Regions from separate parts of the Mus musculus genome. Here all the other regions are linked to region 3. Evidence: chromatin contacts called from public Hi-C, HiChIP or PLAC-seq and promoter capture Hi-C data. All regions are on one chromosome and are shown on one strand. The core of a region is the stretch at or near the end of the contact, and the rest is flanking DNA. Distances in the headings are between cores, read along the strand shown. Region 1 overlaps B230217O12Rik (RIKEN cDNA B230217O12 gene). Region 2 holds the start of 4930449E18Rik (RIKEN cDNA 4930449E18 gene). Region 3 holds the start of Atrnl1 (attractin like 1). Region 4 overlaps Ablim1 (actin-binding LIM protein 1). Region 5 overlaps Ablim1 (actin-binding LIM protein 1).

Region 1 (4,475 bases), core at 68-2,567, 280 kb before region 3:
CTCTCTCTCACACACACACACACACACACACACACACATGCGTGCACACGTGCGAAGTCAAAAACAGTTGGGAGGTAGAGTTGGGGCAGGGTTTGTTGATTTGATGAGAGTTAAGAAGGTCCGCTGACTCTCTGGGTTCTGGCTTCAACCAGAAGAGTGTATGGTTCTCGCGTCCAGTGGGATGGAAAAGAGGAAAGAGAAAACATTGTGCAGTCAAGTCTGAGACTCTGCTCTGGCCATGCGTTTGTGTTGTCTGTCTGTCCGTCCGTGAGACACAAATTCATATTCATGGTTTGATATTAAAGGTCTGCAGCTGAGTGATGAAGGAGTCTGAATAGAGGGAGGGGTCACAAGAGAGGGTAATGGGGGAGGGGTCACAAGAGAGGGTAATGGGGGAGGGGTCACAAGAGAGGGCAATGGGGAAGGGGTCACAAGAGAGGGTAATGGGGGAGGGGTCACAAGAGAGGGTAATGGGGGAGGGGTCACAAGAGAGGGTATGGAGAAAGAAACACCTATCTGAATGTGGTACTCCTGATAATGTTTTCATTTAAATACGTGGGAATTAGTAAGACTGTTCTTGAAGCTAGCTAATGTTTGAAAGGGAGGAGAGAGACCCAGAACTGAGTCCAGGAGAATGCTAATAAAAAACAAAGTCTGAGACAAGAGAAACTGGGATGGGAGAGAAGCTGTGAAGACAAGATGGCAGCCACCATCTCTCCAAGTGCAGGCAAACAGTTAACAAGTGGCTCTTAGGAAGAGAGACTCCTGTTTGAAGCATCAGCTGATTTCCGTGGCATAAACACCCTCCCCTCACCTGATTCCAGGCTACTGAGCCTATTGAACCTGGACTTGGAAAGAGGTGTGCACAATTAGCTGTCAGTCCTCATCGGTACAGGGTTCAGGACAATGCAGTTGCAGAGAGGAGCAGGAGATGCAGACAGGGAGATTGAATCTGGCATCCTGCACATTGCTGGAGACAGCAGCAAGGGTCAGTTCTGAATTATGGAACAGCCAAATTGTCCAATAAATACTTGAAGATGTTCAGCCAGGCGTGGCAGTGCACACCTTTAACCTCAGCACTCAGGAGGCAGAATAGGGCAGATCTCTGGGTTCAAGGCCAGCCTGGTTTACAGAATGAGTTTCAGGACAACACAGAGAAACCCTGTCTTGGAAAGGAGGAGAAAGAGAAGTGGAGGAGAAATGTTCATTTTTAACTGTCAAGAAAATGCAACTTAAAACTGTATTGAGATTTCATCTCACCTCAGTCAGCAGAAAAGCAAATGCCAACAAACTGTGGCAAGGATGTGGGGAGGGAGTGGGAGTGGCCTTTATTTATGCTGAAGGGAATATAGACTGACTGGTACAGCATGGTTTCTCAAAGGTGTGGGGGTTTCTCAGCAAACTAAAAGTAGCCTAGTTGGCAGAGCAGGGAGATACTTGTGTGTGGGTGTTGATTGCTGAATTATTCACAACAGCTAAGGAAGGAACCAGCCTAGATGCCTATCAACAGATGGTGGGCAAAAATAAATAAATAAATAAATAAATAAATAAATAAGTGGCATTTATACACAGTAGAGTGTTTATTCAGCTGTGATGACAGATGAAGTGTGTGATTTTTTTTTCCAGAAAAATGGATGGAACTGAAGACCATCATGTTAAGAGAAATAAGCCAGACTTGGAAAAGCAGACGTCTCAACTTTCCACATAAGAAGAATCGTGTGTGTGCTTGGAGGTGCTGACTATAGAAGAGAGGCCAAAGTGAATGGAGGAAAAGGTGGGAAGAGAGGATTATGGGGAAAGACAAAATGTTGCAATGTTTTCTTATTGTTGAGTCTACATCAGTATCTATAGCTATGACATAGAAGAGGAAGGGTAACTGTTCTGGGGGAGAGCTGGCCAGTGAGGGAAGGCAGGAAGGGACAGAAGAGAAGGGTAGGTAAACACAAACAAATTACAATTATGTGCGTGCGTGCGTGCGCACACGCTACGTAAAACAATAATATGAAAAGAATAGAACCTGGAGGAGGAAGAAGAGTCAAAACTGAGAAAACCACAAATACCTACAGCTCAGTGAGATTATGAGTCCCATTTCGATGAGCATCATGGGAGTGGAAGGTCAAGGTCTGGCATGGGACTTGCCTCTCTGTGAGGTTCCTGCACCATAGAGATATAAAGCTCAAAAGATATCGCAACGTAGAATCACAGGTGGGTTTTCCACTTGCAGTCTTCTGTCGACCCCTATTTTTAAGTTAAAAGCCTATTACTTTAAAATCACAAATAACTGAATTGCTTTGTGTACCTTCGGAATAACTGTAAAGTATGGCAAAGTATAACGGAACCATTATCTAGCAGAATGTGGCGGCTCACGCCGGTAATTCCAACGCTCAAGACACAAAGGAAGGGGAAATGACTCAACTTTGAGAGCTGGCTGTTCGACACAGCGAGTTTCAAATCAGTAGGGCTAAGTAGAGAGACCCTGCCTCATAGAATACCGAAACAAAGAAAACCTTATTTTCGGGAATCAACACAGGTTTCACGCTGCCAAATAGCGCCACCTAGTGTAACATCTGCACCTCAAATAAATATTTTGACTTGTGTTGCATTTTACAGCTTATGAATCAGCACACATTAAAATAACTGTGAACCTAAACACCTAAAGGTGCTACCTTGTAAACTCATATTCATAGATTCTAATTCTTCATTGGTTCACAGCACTGGATATGGGCTGGGACTGAGCCCGGTGTTTGGAACAGTAAGGCACACTCTGTTAGGACTACTCATGATAAGGAATCAGATGATGGTGACGTTAGTTTTTGATAAAAATCTGAAAGCTATCCTACTGAGACTCAAAGTTAACTATACTTTAAAAAGTAAGTAAGAAAAATTATATTTATTCTTCTTTGGAATCCAGTGATGGGTGGATGAGTTGCTTAGATTTCATCTGTTAGGGGTGTTTCGGTCTTTAGCTTTGTACAAAGATAGGGTTCTGTGATAATAATAAGCATGATAATTTTAATGCTGGGTGTACCCGTGCATCACACTGATCCCAGCACTTGGGAGACAGAGGCAGGACTTTTCCGTGGGTTCAAATTCCAGGTCAGCAATATATAGTGATACCCTGCCTCGAAGAAAGGAAGGAAGAATGGAGGGAAGGAGGGAGGGAGAGAGGGAGGGACGGAGGAAGAGAGGGTGGGAGAGAGAGAGGAAAGGAGGGGTAGGAAATAGGGAGGAAGGAAGGAGAGACGGAAGGAGGAAGGGAGGGAGGAAGGAGAAAAGGATAAAAGACTCTTTAATGGGAGGTAGGTGTGGATGCAATATACAATCAGGATCCTGTTTCTGCCATTCTGTACTATTTATGTGTAAACATGATAAGATTAGGCATGTATTTTGAACTCTAGCATGAAGTCATTTATAATAACAGTTTTGAGTGCCTGTAAAATCTCACACTGGCCGGGCATAGTGTCGCACACCTTTAATCCCAGCACTCGGGAGGCAGAGGCAGGCGGATTTCTGAGTTCGAGGCCAGCCTGGTCTACAAAGTGAGTTCCAGGACAGCCAGGGCTACACAGAGAAACCCTGCCTCAAAACCAAAAAAAAACAAAAAAACAAAAACAAACAAACAAAAAAAAAAAACAAAACCCCCCACACTGATAGGAACAACTTTTCTCTCCTTTTGTATGTCAGGGGAAAGTGCAAGCTATGAGCCTCCCAGATTTGGGGGAAATGCAGTGGTCAGCACATCGGGATACCGTGATGAGCCTCGCCTGAGAACACCAACTTCATGACCACGGCCGCTCCCTCGCCGGGTGACCATCTATCTGCACACGGATTTCTCCTCTACGTTAAGTAGGATCACAGGTGTTTGGTTTTAGGGGGTTCTTTAAATTTATTTTTGTTTTACGTGTCCGGGCATTTGCCTGCACGATCTATACCACTTACCTGATACCTCTGGAGGCCAGAAGAGGGTGTCAGATCCCTTGAAACTAGAGTCACAGGCAGCAGTGAGCAATCAGGTGGATATTGGGAATCAAACCCAGGTCCTCTGGACGAGCAGCCAGTGCTCTTAACCACTGAGCCATCTCTGTCACCCCTGGAGTCATGTTGTTGTTCAGTCACATTTATTTATTTATTTATTTATTTATTTACTTACTTATTTATTTATCGTGTGCACATGTGCATGTGTCTGTGTGTGGGGATGTCACAGGGCATGTGTGGAGGTCAGACGACAGACAACCTGCATCTGTAAGAATCTTTTTTCTCCTTCCACTATGTGGGTCCCAGGCAGGTTTGACAGCAGATGTCTTAACCCACTAAACGTAAGATCTTCATCTCACCAGGTCCCATAGTTAGTCGTTCATTGTTGCTATTTGAAGATAGAGAGGAAAGCATGGGATTTACAGACACTTCGACAAAATATCTGAGTTATTTCTAGCAATGCCCCAGTGGACTAGCAGAGTACAAGATAAATCCCCCAA
Region 2 (4,006 bases), core at 935-3,434, 340 kb before region 3:
AATGCAGATGCACCGGTAAAGAAGGACAGCTGATAGTGCTCCCGCAGTGACAGCTATTCCCAGCGGTGACACAACCTGAAACCCAGCCAGGAACCAGAGCCCAGTGCCTGCTTTGTTCCACAAAGGTCCCGAGTTTACCTGAAAACTCAGGATCATAGCAAATGTCACTGCGGCTCGACGAAGCCTGCTCTGGGAATGCGTTAGAGGTTGCGCTCAGGCACGATAAGGAGGCTGCCGCGCTGTTTATTAATAGGACCGGTAACGTCTCAGAGGCTGGTGGGATTAGATTAACTGTCTTCCCAAGCAAGTTCCTGGCTGGATCCCACTCGGAACAATTCTGTAATGAACAGCTCCTGATAGGCAAGTACCACCTCTTGAGAGGGGGCATCACAAGGAGACCTTGAACTTGGACAGAAACTCTGACAGGTCCCAGGAGGCCTGCTTATGTTCTGAGCCTGGGCAGAAGCACGGCACAGACCACTCGGACCGTGTGTTCTGGCTTTAACCACCCATCAGACCAAAAAGACTCTGAGACTGCCTTACCCTGCACAGATCATTCTTAAGCCTTCTAATCAGATCCTACTGTCTGGTCATATTTTGTCCTGATAAATTCCAGACATATGAACCATTAACCTTCATTAAGAAATACAATGTCAGCCAGGTCTGGTGGCACAGGTCCACAATTCCAGTTGTTTCAGAGCTGAGGTAGAAGAATTGTTAAGTTCAGAGCAAGCCTGGGCAACTTGGTGAGACACTGTCTCAAAATATAAAGTAAAGAATATAAAGCAGAGAAGGGGCTCAGGGAATCACTCAGCGGCAGGGCGTTTGTCTGGCATGCGCAGTAGTCGTACTCCACGTCGTATGGCGCACACATGTGTGCACTCAGATTTTTATGGTACTTCTATGTCCCTAACGCATTAGTTTACAGGAATGCTGTGGTGTCTAAGCAGATAATGTTTTGTCTTTACCCAGGGGCATGAAAAGCCAGGAACGAGATGCCTGCTGCCACAGGCTGGTCTGGGGAGGACAACTCCGCACCCTGTCACACTTGTCTGCTTTTTCCCTTTGGCAAAATTCCACTCGAGCTCTCAGACCCAGCTAGGGCTGCACTAATGCCCGCCCTGTTCCTCCAACCATAGCTTGATGCACATATCTCCTCACTGTAGCACTGAACACATGGTACTGAAATGACTGTTTTCCAGTCTGCCTCACTGATAGGCCAGGAACTGGTCCCTGAGCTAGTGAGCCTCGGGTGCCCAGCCCTGGGCATGCGCAGAGCAGCACAGCAGCCTCGTGACGACTTACTTGTTTCTTCCTGGCCAAGAGTCTCATGAGGAAGAGAAATTGACAGTAGAAAATGCTGAAATGTGCCAGAGACACAGAGGCTCAAAATTGCTGCATCAAAATGAGCAAGGGGCAGAATATAGCTCTGGGTACGAGGATGGATGGGCAAATCCCTATTTTAAAAAAAAAAAACTCGCAGGCTATTTGTAACCCTGGAAATCTGTAACTTTGCAGAAATCTGGGGTCTAGGGAAAGGGAATATAGGGCAGGTACCTTTAACACGCTGGCTGGGAGGAGCAAGCATGGGAGGAGTTACGCTGGGAGGGGCAAGCGTAGGCAGAGTTACACAGGGGCCACGCCCAGCCAGTATGAAAGGAAAGATCCCAATCTGGGGTGAGCAGACATTTATTCACATTCCCTGGGATGGTGTCACACAACATGCCATGTTCTGACTCTTCAGTAACTGGGAAAATGCCAAATACACTGAGAGTAAGATATTGCCCCACCCTCAAGCCCGATGAGGCTGCTGTTGGGGATTTTGTGGAGTACTGAGGACGTGTTTACACTGCGGGTAAGATTAACCCATGCAAGTACTTCTGAGGGCAAACTGTGAATAGTTACTGAAAGGGAAGACCTTCAACCCAAAGCCCCAGTAGTTCCTGTTGGTCCATTCACTTTGCATGTTGGTCCAGGGTTGCCCTTTCAGGACTGGGTAGTGGGGGACAAGACACAGGTAAGACTGTTCAGTGAATCACAGAGATTTAAAAAAAATGGAGTGATAGTGCCTCTAAATATCCATCAACACCAGGAACAGTCGAAACTAACACAAGTCAGCAGGAAAAAAGAGAACCTGGGCTCAGCAGCATTCTTAGAATCCCAGCAACTCGGGAGGCTGAAGCCAGAGGATCTCTGGCACCTGGGAGTTTGGAGCCAGCCTAGAAGGCAGAAATGAGAAGGCCCACTTCTTAAGAAAGGAGGGAGGAGTAGAGAGGAATGGACTATAGAAACAGGTAGGAACAGGGTTCTATCTCCAAGTCAGGGGAGGAAGCAGAGGAGGGGGAAGAGGAAAGCTATGTGCTCTCATAGGAGAAAAACCACTCTGACCATCGACTTACAGGGTTTGCTGATCAGCACACAAATGGAGACGTTCTGAAAACAAGGCAGCAGTAATACCAAAGGCCAAGACAGTAATTACTTCTGGAGACAAGAGACTGTGGGTTTGTGGGAGGGTCCTGTTAAGTCATTCAACCATATTCACTTTTAAAGTGACAAGCAAGTGTGGCAAAGGTGTAGAATCCTATGCAGCGAGGTGCCCACCCCACCTTTCCTACTGTCTTCTGGGTATTCCGAGCACTTTAAGGTGTTCGTGAGGTTGCTCTTCCCCAGCTGGGTCGAGGAGGAGTCAGTGTCTACGCAGTCATTCAGCTTGCCTCCTCTGCTGCGCACACAGGCACCCTTCCAGCTTCTAAACGGAACGGTAACATGGTTCCTGCTCAGCACCTCTCAGGTTGGGCTGCCGTTCCTCTGTACTCTGCTTACAGTATCTTGTCTGCGAGGAAACTGAGGCTTAGAGAAAATCTGCACTGAGTTATCTCAATGAGCGAATTGCTGCGTTTTATAAAAATGAAAGAGCCAGGAATATATTTGGTAGAGGGCGGTATGGGGAGAGAAGGGGGAGGAGGATGGGGAGAGAAAGGACAGAGAGGGTAAAAGTAGGAGAGAGTAAGAGATTAAGAGAGTGAGGAAGGGGGCAAGCAGCCCCTTTTATAGTGAGTCAGGCAGTACCTGGCTGTTGCCAGGTAACGGTGGGGCGGAGCCTAGAAGGAATGCTAACAGAAATGGCAGGGCAAACGCGTGACTCCAGGCTGATTCCAAAAGTACCTGCTTTCTGTCCTTAAGCCCCAAGTACACCAGATTTCCAGCTGGCCCAGACTGCCACCTTAGCTCCAGAGCTGACACCATCAAACTCTGGGACATCCGAGGAAACACAGACCCTTAGAAAATACTAAAGGCTTCTGTTCCACATGACTGGAGCTAAATAAAAATACGCCCTGAGAATCAAATGTTGACAGCTGATTCCTAAATTGAAAGTAACCACTGAGTGAGTGAGTGTTTAAGACCTGGACTGTGAATCCTGTTAACTGCCTTCAGGACACGGGGTGTAGGAAACCGCGGAACTCAGCTAAGGAATGGCGGTAACCCCAGGGTGTTTCTTAAACCCGAGTCCAAGAAAATGAGGCTGTGACTCTGTTATGGGGACCAGGGAGGAGGCAGCATTTTGACATAACCTTCTTCTGACTACTTTGCCCTCTGGTCAGCTGTTCACCCCATTAGGTTAATTATTAGTGAAGCTACGAGCCAGCTGAAGAGTCACAGTTTCCTGGCTCTTCCAGCTACTTCTCTGGAATATACGCGCTTTGAGAACAGAAGTAGCTTGTCACTAAACCCTCACCTCATCCGAGCGAAACAACCTATCTCGGTAGTTTTCCATCCTTTGTCAAAAAAAAAAAAATTGCTCTACTGTTTATATAGCAAGGGATGTTTCTTTTCTAAATTAACGTGTACTCAAGGAATGTGTTCCTTGAAGGGAGCTGGGGACTATAAACAGTTGCCTCCTATACTGAGCACCAGTTCCACCTCCAGATGAGCTGCTAAGCTGTGATCAGTCACTGCAGTGTCCCGAGGCCTAAGCACATCCCAGATGGGTTATGTAACTGAGCCA
Region 3 (4,320 bases), core at 18-2,517:
TCCCAAAATAAACTCGGAGTGAATCTTAACAATAATATTATGACTGTGGTTACAACCAAAACTTTTCTGCTCCAGCTGTCAGAAATGTCTGGTGAGTTTCACAATCTTGTTCGTACCGCCTGCTCCTTGGTGGAGCTCCAACAACTCTCGAGGGTGCTTGCCTGCAATTTGTGCACAGCTTCCTCTCAAGGGTTCAGCTAACAGGCCCGTATAGAGAAAAGTAGAAGACATATCTCAGCTTATGCAATTAAATCTTGGAAAGTCATCTCAAGGAAGAAATAGATGCCGCTGAAAACGGGAAAGGGCCCTTTCTGGAAATCACTTCTGCTTTTCTGAAGGAAAAAAAAAAGCCCCGATGTCGCAACATTTTTCAAGAGAGAATAGTGTCCCAGACGAAGGAGGAAACATAGACAAGAGAAAAGAAGATTTGGTGAGGTTCCGAGGCAGCGTCGGGAGGGGTGGCTCTCGGAGCAGTTCTTTGTTGGGCATGAGGAGCCCCGATTGGGCGATAAAGAGCCGCCGCGGCTGAGGTCGCCCCACGGGAGCAGCTTCGCGCCCCATGCAGCCCCTCACCCCACTCCGCCCTGTCCCTGCACCCCATAACGTGGTCAGACCGCGGTGCCTTTAAGACTTTGCTGGCTGCACATGCTCAGCTCTTTGTGTGTAGTTGGGAGTTTTTAAGAAAAAAAAAAAAAAGAAGAAGAAGAAGAAACGTGCAGGAGACTCGGGGAGCGCTGGGGCGGGCGCCTCACTTTTGCAGCCCGCGGAGTACAAGGTTGCCTTCCTGCCGAGGCCCCGAGGTCGGAGTGGGTTTCTCCTCCGTGGGCTCCGCGGCGCGGGCCACACCTGGGGACGCACTCCCAGCGGTGCCCGCCGGCCGGGTGGGCGCGCGGGGGAGTCCCAGGTCCCCGTCAGGGGCCGGGCGAGACCACCGCGCCCGGACCGAGGGGGGGGGAGTGGCCACGAGAGTGCGTACGCACAAGGCTGCGGGGACGTCTCTCCGCAGTTTGGGCTGCGACCGCGGCCACAGCAACTGTGTCTGGAGGACGGAGGGAAGCAGGCTGCTGCGGTATCTCAGGCTAGCAGGAGTACCGCCGGGTACCGACAGCCGCCCTCCCCTCCCCGCGTGCTCCTGTTGGACGCGCCCATCTCGGGGGCTCCCGCGCGGCCCCGCCCTCCCGGGCGAGCCTCGGCATTCGGCGCGGGGCGCGGGCGAGGCGGGGCCGTGCGGGTCCCCTCCCCCTTCCCGCCCGGTCCCCTCCCCCTCGGGTCCCCTCCGGAGCGCGGGGCGCCGCCGGCTCTTCGCTCCGCTCCCGGAGCTACCGTGGCTGCAGGGTTCGGCTCGCCGAGGACAAGGTCAGGGGAGCGGGCGGCGATGCCCGAGTGTGACTGGAGGCAGCCGACCGGAGGCCGCCGCGCCTGGGATCCGCCGCTCCGGACCGGTCAGCGGGACGGGGGTCGGCGCCGTTGAGGAGCCGAGGAACAGCAGCGGCGGCGGCGAGGTCCTCTGCGGCCGGGATCCCCGCTCAGCGGCATCCCCGTGCGCTCCCGCGAGCGCAGCCCCGCCGAGCCGGGACGCCGAGGAAGATGGAGCCGGGGGTCCGGGCCCGCTCGGGTGCCCCGCAGCCGGCCTCCCCGGTGCTGTGGAGGGCTCGGCCGGCGGGCGGTGGGGGCGCCTCCTCCTGGCTGCTGCTGGACGGGAACAGCTGGCTGCTGTGCTATGGCTTCCTCTACCTGGCGCTCTATGCTCAGGTGTCCCAGTCCAAGCCCTGCGAGAGGACTGGCTCCTGCTTCTCCGGTCGCTGTGTCAACTCCACCTGCCTGTGCGACCCGGGCTGGGTTGGGGACCAGTGCCAGCACTGCCAGGGCAGGTTCAAGTAAGTGCTACCGTGGGACCCCAAGCCTCAGCCCTGCCCCGCCAGCGTAGCTCCCCGCCCCGCTCTGGCCTCGGGGTCCCCGGGAGGGGGCCCTACGCTGCGCCCCTCCAGCCTCCGGGTGCCCCGGGGAGCTCCAGCAGGCGCCCAGCCCGGGCTGACTCGGTGCTTTCCGCATGTCCTCAGCGGCTTGTCATCCTCTGCGCAGAAAGAATGTTCTCACTCCAATTCGTGCCAAACTCCGCCAATTAGGACAGTATCTGTTTCCATCAGAAACGGAGGAAATAACTCATGAAAAATCCATGAACATTGTGAGAAGTCAGAGGCGTCAGGGTTTAAAGTTGTGGCCCAGCTCCTTCCCTGTGCTGTTCCTCTAGTCAGAGAGCACGCCTCGGTTTAGTAATCGTCGAGTGTGGTAAATAGGGTTTACAATGGGCAAACTACGATCTGTACCTTGTTATAAGTTTCTAGGTTGGTCCTCTCACCCATTTCCCCATAAGTCTATAACTTACTGGAATTTTACGCCTTCTATCCAGAACCTACAGAGAGAAATCCAGGCAGCAATTTAAGTTAACTCGATCAAGGTTATGCAGAAAATGCTGAGTCGTGATTCCAGTCCAGCCAGCTTCACTCCAGAATATGCATTTAGAGGTGTTGGGTTTATCAGGACAGTCATGGCTTTGTGTGACTTTTGACAGGTGTATGGGGGACAGCAGTTTGGTTTTGCTGAAAAGCAAGGTGCTAAGGAGCCTGCATCTCTGGGGAAGAGACACTTCTCCCTATTGGCTGATGCTTATTAGATTTCTGCCTCTATAAAAAGAAGTGGGGTGGCCGTTGGGAAGGCGGAGAAGTGGGTTTCTCTGAGAAACTGCAGGAAAGCGGTCACCGAGAAAGCTTGTCCTAGATATTTAACATGAAGTTTACGGCTGATTGTGGTTGTGAAATAATACTATGTAGATGGCTAGTATTTGTTGTGGAGATGAAAGCAGAATCTAGGTAAAGTATCTCTGGCTTTGAGCCAAAGGTAAGAATATGGCTGACATTATTAATCTATTTCAGGGTGGTTTCCTTGGCGTTTTAATCACAGCATAGTTTTCTTTACTTTCTTTCCCACATTTTTACTGTTGCTCGCTAGAGCAATACCCCATATTAAGTGTAAAAAAATGTTTGTCTTAAATGACACTTTGAAATTTTAAGTAGATTTTATTCTTTAGTTTTTGGTTTTGGTGGGAAATCTTAGGTGAAATTTCATAAAATTGGTTTGGAGCAGTAAGTATTTCCAGAGTTCAAAGTTTTAGGAGTGAATACATAACTTTTACAGATACCTTTAAAGTAATTTAAAAAGAGAGGTGCCACTGAAAAGTTTAAAAAAGTTTACAATGAGAAAGCAAGATCTGATTTTATGATGCCTCTTGAGTAGCATTAGTTCCCCTGTCGGTGATAGTGTTAGCCAGCCAGCCCTTTTACTTGTTAAGAGGATATCTTGTGGGAGAGAGCAATGGACAAGGAAAAAGCTACACTCACTTGTCCAGGTTTTCTACAGAGTAGGATTGTTTGTAACGTTGTGGCGGTGAGTTAGCTCCATTTATCTGAAGAGGCTATGAAGCACCACCGCCTGAGACCTTCCGTCCAGTCCTGTGTTTTGGAGTAGGGATGCTTGTTAACAGCCAGATAGCTAGATCAGCACTCTGTGACTTCTCTTAGATGCTGTCCCAGTAAGTAAGAGAAAGCACCCAGATCAAGTTAAAAGTAACCAAGTAACACTGAAAGATGTTCATGAACTAGATACATTGTTAACAGGAGGAGAGTAGACATACTTAAATGAGGTTAAGTCCTGAACTTATTGAATAGTCATGCTTGGGAAGCTGCTATTCTGATTCAAGTGTTGCTTAATGTTTCTATGAAATACAAGTTATTAGGGTAAATACACATAGTATAAGTCTCTGTTTTCTCAGGCATACGTTTAGGGGCAAAGAAAGTGTATTTGATGTTAAAGGCTTTGGACATTTAGAAGTACAAAACTATTCTTGGTAAAGTACCTAATGAGCTATGAACAGTTTATTTGAAGACGTGTTTTCATGGCAAAAGAACCGAACTTGACAATTATAGCTCAAGTCTTTGCTAGGCTGAACATAAGAGCAGCCTTACACATAGTAGTGAAAAGTGATTGATTAATCTTAGTAAGCAGGTGTCAAAATTAATGGGTATGTTACCTTAGTCTTCTTCTATTATGGATGTCGTAGCTAGGGAATGAGCATTCTTCAAAGGCCTTTTTGCATCTGAAGATTGACGTAGAAATGCAGGAGCAAACAGTAGTAGAAGGGATGTGCCAGAGCTCCTGGCTTTCATTGTAGTCTTTTGTTTGTTTCCATTTGAAAAGAATAAACCCTTCAAAATTGTAAGACATTTCTGACAAAAGCAAAACAAAATGACCACCCGTTTTCAC
Region 4 (4,100 bases), core at 657-3,156, 500 kb before region 3:
AAGAAAAGTCCTAGTTAGCAGAAAGGGAAGATGAAAGAGGGTTTGAGTGTTAGCAAGCTTCTGCTTCAACTGAACTGTAGGAGTAAAAAAATGGCCAGGACTCGAACCAGCTGTGTGGAGAGACCACAATCCTGTGCTTGCCAATATCTCTGCAGGTGCGGTGAAGGATAAAGGCACCAGTGTGTGTGTGTGTGTGTGTGTGTGTGTGTGTGTGTGTGTGTGTGTGTGTGTGTGTGTGTGTGTGTGTGTGTGTGTGTGTGTGTGTGTGTGTGTGTGTGTGTGTGTGTGTGTGTGTGTGTGTGTGTGTGTGTGTGTGTGTGTGTGTGTGTGTGTGTGTGTGTGTGTGTGTGTGTGTGTGTGTGCGCGTGCGTGCCTTCACTGCGGTCCCTCTCCTGGGGCTGCTCTGAGCCTTTCTGGCTTCAGGCAGAGACAGATTGGAAGCCCAAGAAATAAAAATCAATCTTCTAGCTTCAATAGTTTGAAACTAGTTTAATTCTTTTTTTTTTTTTTTTTTGGTTTTTCGAAACAAGGTTTCTCTGTGTAGCCCTGACTGTCCTGGAACTCACTCTGTAGACCAGGTTGGCCTTGAACTCAGAAATCCGCCTGCCTCTGCCTCCCAAGTGTTGGGATTAAAGGTGTGCACCACCACTGCCGAGCTTGAAGTTGCTTTTTAAAAATATTTTTAAAAAACTTCTCTGTGCCTCTCTGTCTGTCTCTCTCTCTCTCTGTCTCTGTGTGTGTGTGTGTCCCCGTGTCCATGAAGGCCTGGAGAGAGCACTGGTCCTTGGGAGCTGTAGTTACAGGCAGTTGTGACCACCTCATATGGGTGTTAGAAACTAAACCTGGGACCTCTGGAAAAGCAGCGAATGCTGTCAACCCCTGAGCCATCGCTCCAGTCCCTAAGTCAACTCTGAAGTGCGAGACCCAGAGTCCTTGCGGTTGAGTCCTTGCGGTTGAGTGATGTAACCACAATCTTCTACTAGTTTTGAGTTTTGCCTTCTGCGTGCAGTGCCGTCACCTATGCATAAAGATGACAAACAACTGCCTGTATCACTTCTGAGACTTAGAGATCATTTCTTTTGTCAAAACTTCTAATTTTTCCTCTTGCTTGTTTAGGCATCTGATGTGTGAATTTTTCTCTATGTTTACATCATGGTAATACCTGTCTTTCCTGGTCATGAAGACTCCTGAAGACTATTTATGTATCTACAGATGACTAATACTCCCTGAAATACACACAAAGACACACACACACACACAGAGACTGTAAGTCCCACCCATATCCCCAAACCAGGTGTTTGTTTCATCCTGGGAATCTCTGTGACAAAACTCAATGTCCCTGGTTGACACAGCTATAGTGAGTGACATAGGCCAGCTCTGTGGAGTCACACATTCTCAGGGCATGGGCTCAGTCTGCGAACTGAAGCAAGAGCCTAAAATGCTCTCCATTTTCTTTATCTCTCACTACAACCTTTATTCCTTGCATATCCCAGGAAAGTTCTGAGTTCAGGTCACCAGCACAGTCCACATCGCAGTAACTGCCTCAGATGGTGAGAATCCTGCAGCCAGGTCGTGACCCCGTCTCAGTCTTGAGACCCCACACCAAGCCATGTGAGAAGGAGCGAGGAGAGGGGTCTGCTCATGTGTAATGGCAAGATTTCTCAGGATGACAGCCTTCTCAGGGGATGCAAGGACTTTCCTTTGCCTCAGGTCCTTTGGGGTTCCCATGGTCTTACTGAAGCCAGAGGCAGTGTAGCCTGTGGGACTTTCAAAACCAGCAGAGATTGACTTTCTGGATCTCATGAATAAGAATTTATAAGCTTTCTTCCCTTCCAAATTCTGTAATGCACAGACCCACACTTCCTCTGCATTCTTCAAAGTGCCTGCCTGTCAACCTTTAAACGGAACACCTGCCCACAGCGGCACACAAGATATATCCTTTTGAAAAAAAAAATACACAGTGCAGACCTGTAGACACAGCTAGCAGATAAGAGTTCTGGAGCAATCGCTCAAGGCACGCTTTTGGCACTGAGAAGGTTAACATCCAAGAGCTGGGAAGGCCTGGGAAGACACACCCGCTGACCTTCCCCACCCCCCACCCTCATCTTAGGACTCTTCCTCTCACAGAGCAAATCACAGAAACTAGACTTTTCTTCTCTTGGCCAAAGCCCACCATAAAACCTTGAGATAATGCTCGGACCTACCCCACTTGTCTGTGTGGGAGCTGGCCAGAAAGACATTCTAGAGGTGATTCCTCTCTGGTCAGAGGAGTCCTGCCCTACCCCAGGGGGAATTGATGCTCCAAGCCAGTAGCTCCTGACCAGTCAGGTCCTCTGTCTCCTTTCGTTAGGTCACATGAGTTTGCCCTGTCACACAGCTGTCCATTCTCCACCCCAGCAAAGCATAAAAATGGAGTTTCCCTAAAGTCTTTGGGTATCCATTTTAAAACTGTCTGTGCCATATAAAACTTTACCTAAATACATTTGCTGTAGGTTTTGTTACGGGAGTGTTTTTGGCTGTGACTCTTATAATAAGTGACCAAGATTTCACTCCTGCCTTTTCCTGCCCCATCAGAGCCTTCTGAGCCTCTCTTCCTGCAGGCCAAGCTCCTGGATGACCTTTCCAAGGGTCATCAACTGCTGAGTGCAACGGAGAGCAAATGACCTCAAACACTGAAGCTCTCTGCACTGTGGACCTGAGATCTAGGGAGCAGCGAGAAGCTGGGCTTTAGTAAGGAGGAAATGTTGTTTCTAGGAGCACACGGGAAAAATGCCACACTTGTGCACATAACTCGCTGGTGCCTCCAGGTGGAGGTAAATACATTTATTTTTCAGTCAGAAACAGAACTCTGATAATAATGCCACGGCCCCATCCAGCCATATCACTAAAGATGGATTCCAGCAAACCAAGGCGGCCCAGTTCCCTCTCCCAGCTTCCTGATAGAGCAGTAAGGCTTTCTAGACTGGTCAGCTGCTCATGGAAATCACAGCCGCACCTTGCTCTTTGGAGAAACACTGTAAAACGTGGCCAACGCCACTTCTAAGAGACTCTGAGTATACAGCTAAGAAATTTACAGCTACTGCTGGGGTATGGGGCTGTCCAGAAATAGCTATAACGAGGCAGACGTAGTTTCATATGTATTTATCTTTTGGACGGAACAAACAGTACCATGCGCTGTTGGTAGAAGAGACAAATCAATGGACAAAAAACCTTCCAGCCACTGACTTCCGTGTTACCTGTGAGGTAGAAAAAAGACTGTGAACAGTAGTTCCCTGACAAAGCAGTAAGGGTCCATTCCCTCTCCAAACTCTAGAGTTTGAGACCCCCTGATATGGGAGTGGGGCATCTGGGGGAGGTTCGGGGTTTAAAAAACCTTCATTTTCCAGAAGTACAAAAACAACAAACCACCCACCCAAACTGGACAAACAAACGAAAGACCTGGGTTTGCGTGGACACACCCAATACCCACATATCAAAACACCTTTATCTGCAGAATAAAAAGGCTGTGGGTGATTCCACTCACTGTGAGAGTTTCTTTTTCATTTTAAATTGAAGTTCCCGGATGCACTCAAGATATAGATGCCTGACTATACAAACCACATCAGGGACAAATACCAGATGGCCTTTGAGGGCAAAGAGAAGGAGGCATATACCACCCCACCCCCATCCCAACAGATGTGCCCTCAGATAAAGGTCAGACAACAACCTAAATGATAAGGCTAAAATGCTAGTCTGATTCCTTTCCTGGGACTCTGCAGAACTCCTTCAGGTGCGGGCCACTCTCCCCCCTCCCCCTACACACACACTGGAGGCTCTGCCAAAGTCTGGAGGCATTTGAGGTTGTGGCTGGGGAGGGAGGTACCACTGTCACCGGGCAAGTGCAGGCGAAACCTGATGTTCAACATCCTTCAGGACAGTCCCCAGCCACAAAGCATGACTCCATCCAAAATGTCAGCAGTGCAAAGGCTGAAAACCCTGTTCTGAAGGGCTCAGCAGATTACAAAACCCCTGTGGCTCTGTCTGCCTGGTCTTCCAGATAAGCTGCAATCGCTGCAGAGGAAGCCCTTTGTGGCCCTGGTGCAGCATTCCCTGTGGCTGGT
Region 5 (4,324 bases), core at 791-3,290, 470 kb before region 3:
AGGTAAGGGGTTTCAGGGGCGGGGGGGAATACAAAATTTAAGTTCCAAGGCTTGGCTAACATGAGGTTTTAAGTTTTTAATAGAGTGAACTGTTCAACAGAGCTCAGACTTGCCAGCCTTCTCTCTCTCTCTCTCTCTCTCTCTGTGTGTGTGTGTGTGTGTGTGTGTGAGTGTGTGTGTGTGTGTGTGAGTGTGTGTCGGGGGAGGGGGGAGACGGAGACAGACAGACAGACAGGATATTATGTTAGGGTCAGGTGCTTTTGGATTACGATCTTTAACACTTAGCCAGAGAACAGCCACTGGGGGTGCTAAGTGACTGCCCGCTGTGTATGGGATAGCCAGCTCCCATTAGTTATGGTGCCTCCTAAGCCCTAGTGTCAAGTCACCTGCTCTCATCATTGTAACCACTAAGCACTAAGGCTTCTAAACGGGCCTTCAGAGGTTCTGAGCAGGTAGGTTTTTGGTTAACTTGACATCAGCTAGGGAGCGTCTGCTGAGAAAATGCCTCCCTCGGGTGGGCTTGTGGGCAAGCCTGTGGGACATTTCTCTGGTTAGTGATGGATGTGGAAGGGCCTGGCCTACTGTGGGCAGTGCCATCCTTGCATGGGTGGGCCTAGGGTGTATAAGAGAACAGACTGGGCAAGCCATGGAGAGCCAGCCACTAGGCAGTACCCGGCCATGGTCTCTGCTTCAGTTCCAGCCTCCAGGCTCCTGTTCTCGCTTCCCTGAACATGGCGTCTAGTCTGGAAGGTGCAGCAAACCTTCTCGCCTCAGATGGCTTTTATCTGAGTGTTTATCACAGCAGTACAACAAACTAACATAGGTCCTTACTTGGAGACCCACAGATTAAAATGATCCAGATTTTCCTTGTGTGTGTGTGTGTGTGTGTGTGTGTGTGTCTGTCTGTCTGTCTGTGTGTCTGTGTGTGTGTCTGTCTGTGTGTCTGTGTCTGTGTGTGTGTGTGTGTGTGTGTCTCTGTGAGTGTGAAAGCTGGTCCAGAGTTTCAACATCCTTAAGGTATTTGAAAATACTTCCTTGACCAAAAAAGTCTCTACCATCATTTGTCAAGTGGGCATTGCTGGATTATTCTTGGAAGCTGACCTTCATTTTCATCCAGGCTACAGGATACTGCCAGGTCCTAAATTAGACACCTGTGAGCTAACAATTAAGGGCTGGTCCCAGTCCATGTTGCTTATTTAAACCGGTGAGTCCACAGTTTCCTTTTAGAATGTCTTAGCAAATGCCATGGGTACAGGGTCAACATAAGCAAAGGAAGAGTCAGGCATGGTGGTGCTGCCTGTAATCCACAGCTGGAGAGGTACAAGCTGGAAGATTTACCTGGGAATCCCAGAGTTCCAGGACAGCCTGGGCCACAGAGCAAGGCCCAGTCTCAGACACATACAAAATGGAACAAATAAAGACAGGGCACTACACGAAACGCAAAGCTACACATTTGTTAGGCTAAGCACTGTACAGGGTTATTTCTACAGCCTCTTTCTCTCTCTCTCCCTTTCCCTCTCCCTCTCCCTCTCCACCCACCTCTGTGTGTGTGTGTGTGTGTGTGTGTGTGTGTGTGTGTGTGTGTGTGTATGCAGGTGCCCACAGAGGTCAGAGGGTGTCAGATCCCCTGGAGCTGGAATTATAAATGGTTGTGTGCTGCCCAGTACGGGTGCTGGAAGCTGAACTTGGGTCTTCTTGCTTAAGTAGTTTTAAACTTATAGACATCGCTGCCATAAGACAGAAAAGCACCATGATATCAGAAGATTCATAACTGGATAAGGGAAACATATTGTCCATGTAGGTTCTGTGTACCCCCTCTCTATAAAAAAAAGGGGTCTCAGTGCTATTAATCATTTAATCCCAGAAGCTAAAAATGACCCAGGATGATTTTGAAAAGCTTATATGCTGCCCAAGTATGTAACCTTGAACAAGATCTTCCGTAATTGGCCCCTGCTGAGGTCAGCTGTTCCCTCTGCTCTCTCTTGATCGCCATGTTGTAAACAGCACAAGCCCGAGCAGCCTCTGACTGGCTATTTTAAGTGGAGCTTCTTGTTGTCTTTGGAAAACAATACAGCGCAGCAAACCCACTTCTGTGACCCATGACAGCAGCACTCTGTCAGCTTTCTCAGGGCAGCCGAGGGCAGCCCTGGCAGCCGCCACCAGCTAAGTCCTCAAAGATGGAACTGGCAGAGGCATGCCAGCCCATCTTTCTTCCCATGACAGATGCTTACAGAGTTGTACTTTCTTTGGTTGGAGTTCTCATAAATGGGTACCAAGTGTGCCTGTCAAGCTTCCAAGTCAAATCCCTTAAGCCAGGGTTCACAGCCTGCCACAAGGAACACGCCGCCGATTCTCAAGGTGACTCTCCCCTTTAACTGCTCTTGGGTGTGGTTCTTAGTAGTCACAAGACCCAGAGTCCTTCCCTCTCCATTCGTTTAGGAATCCATTGGGGGATGCCTTAGTAGCTAAGGACCCAAGTACTAGGGAGGCACACAGAAGTAGATGCCCCAAGTTCAGTGGTCAGAAAAGTCCCCTTGTTACATCCTACCCAGTAAGAGATTCTACCTCAAAAGCCAAGGTGCATTATCCTGAGGGGTAACACCAAAGGCTGATTTATGGCTCTACATGTATGCACACACACACACACACACACACACACGACCGTTCTCACACCCATGAACAGGCACCCTCCAACATGCATGCACATGTCTTCATACACGTGTACATGCACCCCCACACATGCTTGTCCTCACACACATGAACATGCACCCCCCCCCCCCCGTACATGTCCTCACAGACATGAATATGTACTCCCCTCACACACATACACAGATTTTCTCAAGCAGGAATCCTATGGCTAATACTGTACAGCATGATGCTTATAACTAAAGAAATCTAAGCAAGAGCTACAAAAATTATTTTGTTCAAGCTACCAACAAGGGTTTCTGCTCTGGGTGGAAAAAAAAAACAGAAGGACCAAAAACTCAGAGAGGGAGTAATCGAGAGATGGACAAAGGCCACTCCAAGGGAACTCCACTACTTGCTATCACCTGAGAATATTCAACGATGCCTGGGTCATGCAGGACTTATTAAGAATACCAGGGGAAGGGGCTGGTGAGATGGCTCAGCAGGTAAGAGCACCTGACTGCTCTTCCGAAGGTCCTGAGTTCAAATCCCAGCAACCACGTGGTGGCTCACAACCATCCCTAACGAGATCTGACTCCCTCTTCTGGTGTGTCTGAAGACAGCTACAGTGTACTTACATATAATAATAAATAAATCTTTAAAAAAAAAAAGAATACCAGGGGAAGGTAATTTCCTGGAGAAACTTTAAAGTTGGCAGCCAGGTCTTTGTAGACTTGGAATAGTCCATATACCAAGATGTAAAAGAAAAAATTTCAAATATTTGTACGTACACGTTTAGAATAACTAAAACCAGAAATGACAAACAGTCAATTAACAGACAAATGGACGTTCAGAACATGATTGAGCTCCATCATGGAATACTATCTAACCGTGAAAAGAAATGAAATACAGATAAATGCTACAGCCTGGATGAATCTGGCAAGCACGGCATCAAATGAAGAAGCCAGAAACCAAAGACCGAGATCGGAGTTAGAGGAGTCATCCAGGCCACGCAGATCCACGAAGAGAGCAGCAGATCAGGGGCTGACAGGCTAGAGAGCGAGCAAGATGAGAAACAGCTACTTATGGAAACAAAGTTTTCTTTTAGGGAGTTGAGAATATTCCGAGAGGCAGTCGTGCAGCTTACAGATGTATCAAAGCCACCAAAATGTTTACTTCAGAATGGTAAGTTTTATTCTGCATGAACTTCCTCCAGTGGAATCATCATCAGACTCAGAAGGTCTACCTGATTCCATTGCAGACTTCAACCTGGTAAAAGGCCATAACCGGCTGTGGCCGGGCAGATACCTGGGCTTTTGCCAAGAAGGAAATCACACTTGATTTCCACACCAGCTTCTCAGAGGCAGGCTTCCTTGGCAAGAACCAGCTCTCTCCCTCTCCTCCAAAGAGAATGTGAAGGGTAACTGACAGTCCTCTTACCATTCATGGCTGGAGTCAGAACAAGGGCAAGACAGGGTTTGTGTGTGTGTGTGTGTGTGTGTGTGTGTGTGTGTGTGTGTGTGTGTAGCCATGGCTGTCCTGGAACTACGTAGGCCAGGCTGGCCTCGAACTCAGAGACCTGCCTGCCTTTACCTCCCAAGTGTTGTTATTAAAGACCACCATGTCAGAGCTCTGAAAGCACTTTTAAACTAATCCCTCCAGCATGCCCATTCCCCACAAAGCGATCTCTCGATGTCTG

Evidence for each region. Promoter capture Hi-C pulls out the DNA fragments that hold promoters and counts their contacts. A called contact is a pair of places that touch in the nucleus more often than the background predicts. HiChIP or PLAC-seq counts read pairs in DNA pulled down with a chosen protein or histone mark.
Region 1: a Hi-C map of CD8 T cells shows a contact between it and region 3, with 4 times the contacts expected there. The contact joins the enhancer-like site here to the promoter of Atrnl1 in region 3. A contact is called at or near these places in 3 of 39 promoter capture datasets (the C10 cell line, hippocampal neurons and pre-B cells), 2 of 484 Hi-C or Micro-C datasets (CD8 T cells and embryonic stem cells) and 6 of 115 datasets of contacts at active chromatin or transcription factors (craniofacial prominence, embryonic forebrain, embryonic hindbrain and 3 more).
Region 2: an H3K4me3 HiChIP or PLAC-seq map of bone marrow-derived macrophages shows a contact between it and region 3, with 3 times the contacts expected there. The contact joins the promoter of 4930449E18Rik here to the promoter of Atrnl1 in region 3. A contact is called at or near these places in 3 of 115 datasets of contacts at active chromatin or transcription factors (bone marrow-derived macrophages, embryonic limb bud and pancreatic cancer cells).
Region 4: a promoter capture Hi-C map of liver shows a contact between it and region 3, with 2.1 times the contacts expected there. The contact joins the enhancer-like site here to the promoter of Atrnl1 in region 3. A contact is called at or near these places in 3 of 39 promoter capture datasets (hippocampal neurons, liver and pre-B cells), 11 of 115 datasets of contacts at active chromatin or transcription factors (astrocytes, craniofacial prominence, embryonic basal ganglia and 8 more) and 1 of 9 other capture datasets (macrophages).
Region 5: a contact with region 3 is called in an H3K27ac HiChIP or PLAC-seq map of embryonic stem cells, with 5 times the contacts expected there. The contact joins the enhancer-like site here to the promoter of Atrnl1 in region 3. A contact is called at or near these places in 13 of 39 promoter capture datasets (the 3T3-L1 cell line, 3T3-L1-derived adipocytes, the HPC-7 cell line and 9 more), 2 of 484 Hi-C or Micro-C datasets (brown adipocytes and nephron progenitors), 18 of 115 datasets of contacts at active chromatin or transcription factors (the NIH/3T3 cell line, acute myeloid leukemia, cardiomyocytes and 14 more) and 2 of 9 other capture datasets (adipose tissue and embryonic stem cells).

What each region holds. Positions count from the first base shown.
Region 1 is chr19:57,326,529-57,331,003 of GRCm38.p6, forward strand. All of the region lies in intron 1 of B230217O12Rik (RIKEN cDNA B230217O12 gene), which reads right to left. It overlaps Gm50270 (a long non-coding RNA gene), which reads left to right. Exons shown (of 3, transcript XR_003952853.1): 2 at 1,627-1,774; 3 at 3,685-4,475. Among named protein-coding and RNA genes, the nearest start is that of Gm50270, 5.2 kb to the left of the region's middle. Within about 2 kb of position 1,318, at least 4 of the 459 cell types and tissues checked have an H3K27ac peak or open chromatin away from gene starts, as enhancers often do. A contact at or near this core is called in CD8 T cells, where this site is marked.
Region 2 is chr19:57,271,776-57,275,781 of GRCm38.p6, forward strand. 4930449E18Rik (RIKEN cDNA 4930449E18 gene) reads left to right here and starts at 2,185. Exons shown (of 3, transcript NR_045319.1): 1 at 2,185-2,294. It also overlaps a transcript of Ablim1 not described here.
Region 3 is chr19:57,609,767-57,614,086 of GRCm38.p6, forward strand. It overlaps Atrnl1 (attractin like 1), which reads left to right and starts at 1,268. Exons shown (of 29, transcript NM_181415.4): 1 at 1,268-1,877. The coding sequence starts at 1,588.
Region 4 is chr19:57,113,230-57,117,329 of GRCm38.p6, forward strand. The region is part of intron 6 of Ablim1 (actin-binding LIM protein 1); the gene reads right to left. Among named protein-coding and RNA genes, the nearest start is that of Ablim1, 100 kb to the right of the region's middle. Within about 2 kb of position 1,907, at least 22 of the 459 cell types and tissues checked have an H3K27ac peak or open chromatin away from gene starts, as enhancers often do. A contact at or near this core is called in liver and memory CD8 T cells, where this site is marked.
Region 5 is chr19:57,139,886-57,144,209 of GRCm38.p6, forward strand. The region is part of intron 4 of Ablim1 (actin-binding LIM protein 1); the gene reads right to left. Among named protein-coding and RNA genes, the nearest start is that of Ablim1, 74 kb to the right of the region's middle. Within about 2 kb of position 2,041, at least 12 of the 459 cell types and tissues checked have an H3K27ac peak or open chromatin away from gene starts, as enhancers often do. A contact at or near this core is called in embryonic stem cells, where this site is marked.